Regions from separate parts of the Mus musculus genome. Here region 1 is linked to region 2. Evidence: chromatin contacts called from public Hi-C data. All regions are on one chromosome and are shown on one strand. Each heading gives the region's core, a stretch centred on a gene start, on an enhancer-like site or on the middle of the called end of the contact. The rest is flanking DNA. Distances are from core to core; before and after follow the strand shown.

Region 1 (3,600 bases), core at 15-2,514, 330 kb before region 2:
TATTTTTGGCTTCTGAGCATAGGTTTAAGATTCTTGTTTTAGGCTGCATGATGAAGATGACAACCATCGCCATAGTGTTTGGCTTAGAGAGACTTCATTTATCCAACCAATTAATGTAGTCCATTGTTAATTACAACTGTGAATACAGAGACCTGGCCATCAGCCTACTGAGCCATGAGCTCTATTTACTTGTCCGTAAAGCTCCATTAGAAGTTCCTGACAGCAGTGGGCTGATGCATTTAGCACAGATTTTTAAGTGTCTACCTAGAAATGAAGGAAGAGTTGGCTATTCACTTGTATTGGCTAGGCTAATGGTTGTCAAACAGTTCAGTAGATGTCAATATTGGTTGACATTGTAAGGTGGTTTCATCTCGGAAGTGTGTGGCTTGTGACAAGCAAGGGTAGCTGGTCCTGTGGAAGCTGAGTGACTTGCCAAGGAGTGAGTTGCATCTGCAAGGGCTAGAGATGAGTCTTGCTAACTTCACCCTTAAACCTAGTTTGCTGAGAAAGTGTGGAGGAAAATCTCAAGGACAGTCAAAGGGTTGTGATTCAAGATGGCTACAGTCATGCCAAGGGAAATTAATATATTTGCTTTTCTGATTTGGGTGAGATATCCAAGGGAAATTTAAATCCATTTTATGAAATGTTTCAGAATAATCAGGCTGAAATGTCTTGGAAAGGCTCGATTCAACTACTTTGGTCTTTGGATTGACCAGGGATCTATATTTTCAAGTATTTTTCATACAAATGTTGACTATTCACCAGGCAGTGGTGCTGCATGTCTTTTAAACCCTGCACCTGGGAGGCAGGGTCAGGTGGATCTCTGTAAGTCTGAGGCCAGCCTTGTCTATGTAGCATGTTCCACAACAGTCAGGGCTACATAGAGGAACCCTATCTCAAAAAACTAAAACCAAACCAAACCAATACAAACAGCCCTCTCCCGCAAACAAAAGCAAAACAAGAACAACAACAACAAAAAAATGCTGACTATTCTATAAATATTGAGCATTCTAATCCATGTTAAAGTTTTTATAATATAATAAAATTATTTTGTAAAATAATAAAATTGTGAAAACTACATAGATTTTTCAGGTTTTTCTGGACTCATGGAAATGTTGCCACAAAATTTTTTTCTTATTGTTATCAGGAAAATCCCAGATTTTAAAAGTTTTTACTTTGCAATTAATTATTAACTTTTTGTGAGACCAGATTTCTTAATGTGTCCCTGGCTGACCTGGGCTTCCTATGACGATAAGGCTGGCCTTGAACTCATAAGAGATCTGCCTGCTACTTCTTCCCCAGTATTGGACTTAAGGGTATGTGCCATCAAGCCTACCTTATCTACTTAAAAAAAAAAAAATTAAAAGTTATACTTCTTTACTAGCTAGTTCGTTTATGTATTTTGTGGTTTTGTGTCACTCTGCATAGGTGCTAGTGTTGGAGCCTGTCTGTAGAGATTAGAAGACAATTTTTGGGAATTTGTTCTCTCCTTCCACCATGTGGGCCTAAGGATCTAACTCAGCAAAATGTCTTTACCACTAAGCAAACTCACTGGCCTTTCTTTGGGTTAGTTTTGTTTTGTATTTGGTCATAAAAACTTAATGTTAAAAAAGATCTTGAATAGTGATGACTATTGAAATGTCTAGAAGAAAGTGCTGATTTTAGCCAGATTCCCTTCTTTCAGGAAAGAACAATAAGGGTGCAGGCTCTTGGCCAACGTTTGGAGGAAATCGAGTGTGCAGTAATTGCTTCCAACACAGAAATCTCCCCGTGGGGACTGGGATTCTTCTGTGTTCTATGGGATGGTGGCTACTGAATACTAAGAATCGTAAGCCTGAGAACACTTGAAAAGGCTGGCCTGAAACTCCTCATTTGTTACTATAGACCTGACTGCAAACTTGTTAGGGTCTGTTGTTAATTACACGATTTGACATTTCTAGGACTAACCATGGAAGGGGTACTTGCCGGTGAATCACTGCCTGCCTGTGCTGAACTGGCAGCTTCTGTTTATGGTGCTGAAGATGGAGTGAACAGGGCAGTCGCTGTGTTCAGCACTGGTCTTTTTTCGCTACTGTCAACTTGCTGACGCAGCATCTGGATAATACCAGTGGACCCCTGCGCCCCTTCCAAGTGCTTTAAACTTAGACAAATTTATGTTTTACCAAAAGGTTAATTCTGACAAATTATTGGGAATTATTTCTGTTGGATCTGCCGCAGTGAATTCATTCTTTATGATGCATAGGTTGGCGTGTATGTTAGAAGCACGTACTGCATTTTCTGTACCAGGAGGCCCAGGAAGTCATAGTGCGGCAAGACTGTGGCCCTGCTATGGGACTAGATGCCACTACTGAAGATGAGCTGAGGACTTAATGTTCCTATTGAATGACTTGATATTCTAGCATGCCCACCCCCATGTTTATGGCACCTACCCACCCCCTCTGATTCATTCTCTCTCTCTCTCTCTCTCTCTCTCTCTCTCTCTCTCTCTCTCTCTCTCTCTGCTGGAAGGCAATTCTCTATCTTCTGAAAAGAGGGTGTTCTTTCTATACTTGACACACATAATTGTTCTAGCAAAACCAGAACTTTTCTTTGATTGCTGGCTTCTGGTGGATGGCACAAAGGTAGACCTCGAAAATGGGTGGGCAGACTCCCCCTTCCCCAAATCCCAAACCAACAACATCAAACAAAACCAGAAGTAATAAAGCATTGAGCGCGTGGGGAGACACATTACTACATGAAACAGGTAGCTCAAGTCTGGAATTTCAAAGGAAACCTGCTTATTTATTATAGGGTGCTGTGGACAAGCCATGCCTCTGGTGACCAAGCAAGCTGTCCACCACTGAGCTAAAACCCCACCCCTAATGTGCAGTTAGGGTTTAGAGTATGACGTGCTCTGCCTCCAGTACTGGGGCTTGAACCTGGGACTTTGTACATGGTAGGGAAGCACTCTAGAACTGAGCTATATCCAGTCCCAGAAAACTTAAGTCTGGTAGATTCAGGGGGCCTTTGGGGAGCTAATGGTCTGAGAGCATGTGCAGAGGTATCGGGACACTTTCTACAACGAACATAGCAGAGAGCCACAGACCAGATGGCTCTAACAACAGAAGTCTTTCCCGTACTTCTGGTGGCTGCAAGTCCAAGATTTCCTCCAGTGTGTGAGAGTGAAGGCTCTCTTCTGGGTCTCCTTGTGTAGCACATGGCTGGCCTCTGCCTCCCTATTCCTTTCTTTTATAGGAAATGATATCCAAATTCTATTTTCTCACAAATTTGCTATTTTGGATTATGGTTCACTCTTATGATCCCATTTTAGCTTAATTACCCCCTCAACAAGTTTCCTAATTGAATCACAGTCTAAGGTACTGAAAGCTAAACTTGAGCATATGAATTCCTCATTTTTATTTTTTGTAGTGTTGGGATTGAACCTGGGACCTCTTGCATGCTAAGTACTCTATTACTGAGCCCCGTTCTTTTTCTGGCGCCGGGATTTGATGGGACATAGATCAGGTAGTACCATTGTTCAATACTAACTCAATCTCTTTCCTCTTTTCTCTTTTCTTCTAGCTGTCCTTTTAAAAGCATCCAGTAAAGCAAAAGTTCTAA
Region 2 (3,910 bases), core at 903-3,402:
ATGTTGTGGTGATTCCCTTTGCTGCCTGGTATATGGAGTGTTTTTGTCAAGAAGGACATTGGATATTGATTTTTGGTTATTTTATTCTGTATTACTTTTGGGGATCATGTAAAATTTTGTCCTTTTTTCCTATTAATGTCATATATTGTCATGATTGGTTTTAGTGTCTTGAACCATCCTCCATTCCTTTTCCTTTCACCGTGTGACTGAACTGAGTTTGCTAATATTTCATTAGGAATTTTTGGTTTTGTTTTTCTGCATCGATGTCCCTGAGAGACATTGAGCTATAGTTTTCTATTCTACTTCTATCTATATTTCTCTCTTCTTTCTATCTGTAGCCACCCTGTCTGGCTTTGATGTCAGGGTAATATTTAGACAATGATTTAGGAGGTGTCTAAGTTTCCTTCCATTCTTCCTCCTTAAGTCTTTTGAAAAAAAGTCTATAAAACATTGGTATGATTTCATTTTTAGATGTCAGTAGAAGATTGTCCATTAAAAATCTAGTGAGTGTATTAAAAGTAATCAGATTATAGGAACCTTATATTTAGAATAAGAAGAAACTTAGCAGATATAGGAATTCCAGATTTGTTATTTGTAAGCTCGCTCCTTCCTTCCTTCTTTCCTTTCCTCCTTATTTTTAATTATTTCTTCCTTCTTTCCTCTCTGATAATTCTTTGCAGTCAGTACTGTCTTGGTCTTCTGTTCCTCTAAATCCTTACTGCAGGATTGAAGGCTGAGTCTGGCCTGCATTATGTGGCCTGGCCAACTGCCTGTCACTCTCTCATGCTTTAGGAGTTCTGATAAGAACAGTAAGCATTTTCTCACAGCAAATGACTCAGAGTTAAATGTTGTTCCAGATACAAAAGTTGCTTCCCAAAACAGCTATGCTTCATTTGTTTTCAACCATTTTGATCTACTTGTTCCATGTAGATATAAAAATATTAATGCTGATCTTTCTTAGGTCAAGTTTTAAAGACTTTTTTCCCTTTTATCCATCCATCTCTCTGCACTTACAACATGCTCCGAACACTGTAGTCCAATGTAAATATAATACACATCACATGAGTGATTTTAAAGAGAAGAAAAGAAACAGAGACAATCCATTTTAATGGTGTATTTTATTTAACCTAACATGTAAAATGCGATTTCAATATTTAATTAATAGAAATAATTAAAGAGATGATTTAATTTATTTTTCATACATATTTCTTGAAATCTACTGTGTATTTTAAACTGATGATATATCTCTATCATAAGTCCATAAGCTTGGATTGGCCATGTGTCAAGTGCGCAAAGGCCATGTGTCTAGTAACTATTACATTTTAAAGTCTAGAACTAGTTTATTTGGTCCTGAGGATGTAATGTCCAAAAGAGGTCAGCTCTTACCCCTGCCTAGTGGACAGGGCAGATCAATGAAACATTTAATATTGGTGTCGAGTACCTGAGGGGGAACTGAGCACAGAGGATTGGGAGCCCAGAAAATGGGCTCAGAGTCTGACCTGTGAGCCCAGGCCTCTGGCAACAGACACAGATTGTTTCACTAAATCTCATTTCTTTGAAGTTGTCCCCTGTGGGAGGCCACTGAGCTGGAGTTTGGCACAGATCCCAGTCTGTCAAACATTGACTTTTGGCTCATACAAGGAGAGCCATTGGCAAGTTCACATTTACTTACAGGCTCTGCTCTGGCCACAAGTCAATGGGTTGGGATTTCACCATCCCAAATGTGTCTGCCTTTCACTCTGGCTTGCTTTTCGGTCTCTAGGCCAAGCTCTTTTCTGTGCTGCGGACTACTCTTCCACCAGCCATAGCACCTTGTTCCTCTTGTACAGAACCAAGGGAGGGCCTTGGCAGTGTGATGGCAGGGTGGGAAAGCAAAAGAACATGTAGGGCTTCTTCCTTGCTGCATAGGCAAGAAACTCTACCTAAATTCTATGGTCTACAGACAGAAGGAGCTATTACATACACTTAGACTTCCATAGTCTAAGTATATAGTCCAGTTTCATCCTGGAGTCTTTCCCAAGGGCTCTCTGACCGTTAGTGGAAAGATCGATGTTTGGGCTACACGCCACCTTTCCTGTCCTTACCTGCTCACTGCATTTGCCCGTCTTCTCTAGGAGTTACCGAGGCCTCTGATATAGATGGCATGGCTCACGGGGTTAAACAAGTCTGTGCCTCTTCCCCAGACTCCCTGTGTGGGGTAGTGCTAGAGATATGTTTACAGACACCCAGCCAGGAAGTGCCAGGGAAGAGGAGGAGCAGTTTCCACTTAGCCTCCCACCTCTTCTTGGCTTTCCTTTCTGGCATCTCCCTACAGCCCAACGAGGGATGGGAATTTGGCAGGGTGAAAGTATCTCATTGTGCTTCCTCACCCCTCCGTCTTACCTCCCTCCCAAGACTTTTGCACTGTCCAGGTCATTTACCACACAGAGCTTGCAATTTCCTTTCTTAGTGCTGCTGTGGAAGAGGTTGGGAAATGTAATCCTGTCCAGGAGATGAGTGATGCATAGGAAGACAGGGTCAAATGAGGTCAGGGTTCAATGAGGTCCCCAGCTAGGGTTTTACCAATTCTCCCAGGCAGCAATGTGAAGGCCAGCCATGCTGCTCTGATAAGGGGGAGAGGATGGGAACTCTACCTCGCACACCTTTCTCTGTTGATATTAGAGTTAAGGTGGATAGGGAGACTCTGGAAGTCTAAGCATATGTAATAGTTATTTTTGTCTGTGGACCATTGAATTTAGGTAGAGTTTCTTGCCTATGTGGCTAAGAGGTATTTGCCTGGAACAGGGGCTACTTATCAGTGAATTTACAATAGAATAAAATGATCCTCTTGCCCAACGACCACAGATTGACAATAGTCCCTTGTAGAGGGATCTCGTCTCATGGGCCTCTTTCCTGTCCGTGATGAAATGTTTACATTCTCAATCTTGAGTGTGTCTTATGCAGATTACCAAAGATGAAGTCAGTTCATGAGTTGCATCATATCCAGGAGATGTCTTTATGCAGCATGTCTCCCTATTCTCTCTTCTCTCCCTGACATTATTTTCAACACATTCTCCTGTGATGGTCTCTGAACCATGGAGGAAGTGACAACTGTCCCATTTGCTGATGAGCACTGCATCACTACTTATTCTTGTCACTTATAGGTGACAAGATATTGAACACTGTCTACTGTGGTAAGCAGCTTCTCTGACTAAGATTAAGAATAGTACTAGCCTATGGCTATAAGATAGAATATTTAGAGGGTAGTTTGACAACAAGACAATTTAGCCAAAAAGATGGTAGTAGGTCCCCCGTTATGGCCTATGATGGCCATAGCCATGGACTCTCGACAAAATTTACAGAAACAGGCATAAGGTCCTTCCTGTAAAACTGGCCTCAAATCCAGTGGGGTTGATTGGTTGTCCTTATAACGGTCATGCCACTATTGCATCAGAGGGCACAGAATTGCTTATCAGTTACGATTGACAACTGGGTCAAATCGTTGATGACTCCCCGACCCCCAGCAGTCTATGTAACTACTCCTGACGCTATGAAGATGGATGAGGTTCTTAGGAAGAAGCTTCTAGCTGAGCTGTCGTTTGTTTTCTCTGAGTATGGGGTATCTTCAGCATTAGAGCCTTACTGTCAAGGTCCAGGTAGCAACACAGATCTGGGGCAATAACCTTTTAGGATCTCATTGGCCATAGGGAGGTGTTCCACAACTGGCACTGGGGATTTTATTTAATAACCTACAGCTTCCAGGAAGAGCCTTAGTACCCACTCTTAATTCCTTTCAGTTTTTTTTTTTTTTTGTATGTGCATGTGGGTGTGTGTGTACCTGAGTACACATGTATGCAGGAGCCTGCAGAAGTGAAAAGAGAGATTCACTTTTCCTGTACCTGAGTTTCAGACAGGTAGGTGTGTGCTGTTT

Evidence for each region. A called contact is a pair of places that touch in the nucleus more often than the background predicts.
Region 1: a Hi-C map of liver shows a contact between it and region 2, with 6 times the contacts expected there. The contact joins two enhancer-like sites. A contact is called at or near these places in 8 of 484 Hi-C or Micro-C datasets (adipose-derived mesenchymal stem cells, cumulus cells, liver and 1 more) and 3 of 115 datasets of contacts at active chromatin or transcription factors (embryonic basal ganglia, embryonic hindbrain and pancreatic cancer cells).

The regions. Positions count from the first base shown.
Region 1 is chr13:28,858,450-28,862,049 of GRCm38.p6, reverse strand. All of the region lies in intron 2 of 2610307P16Rik (RIKEN cDNA 2610307P16 gene), which reads left to right. Among named protein-coding and RNA genes, the nearest start is that of 2610307P16Rik, 25 kb to the left of the region's middle. Within about 2 kb of position 1,264, at least 19 of the 459 cell types and tissues checked have an H3K27ac peak or open chromatin away from gene starts, as enhancers often do. A contact at or near this core is called in liver, where this site is marked.
Region 2 is chr13:28,530,158-28,534,067 of GRCm38.p6, reverse strand. All of the region lies in intron 7 of 2610307P16Rik (RIKEN cDNA 2610307P16 gene), which reads left to right. Among named protein-coding and RNA genes, the nearest start is that of Gm40841, 110 kb to the right of the region's middle. Within about 2 kb of position 2,152, at least 68 of the 459 cell types and tissues checked have an H3K27ac peak or open chromatin away from gene starts, as enhancers often do. A contact at or near this core is called in liver, where this site is marked.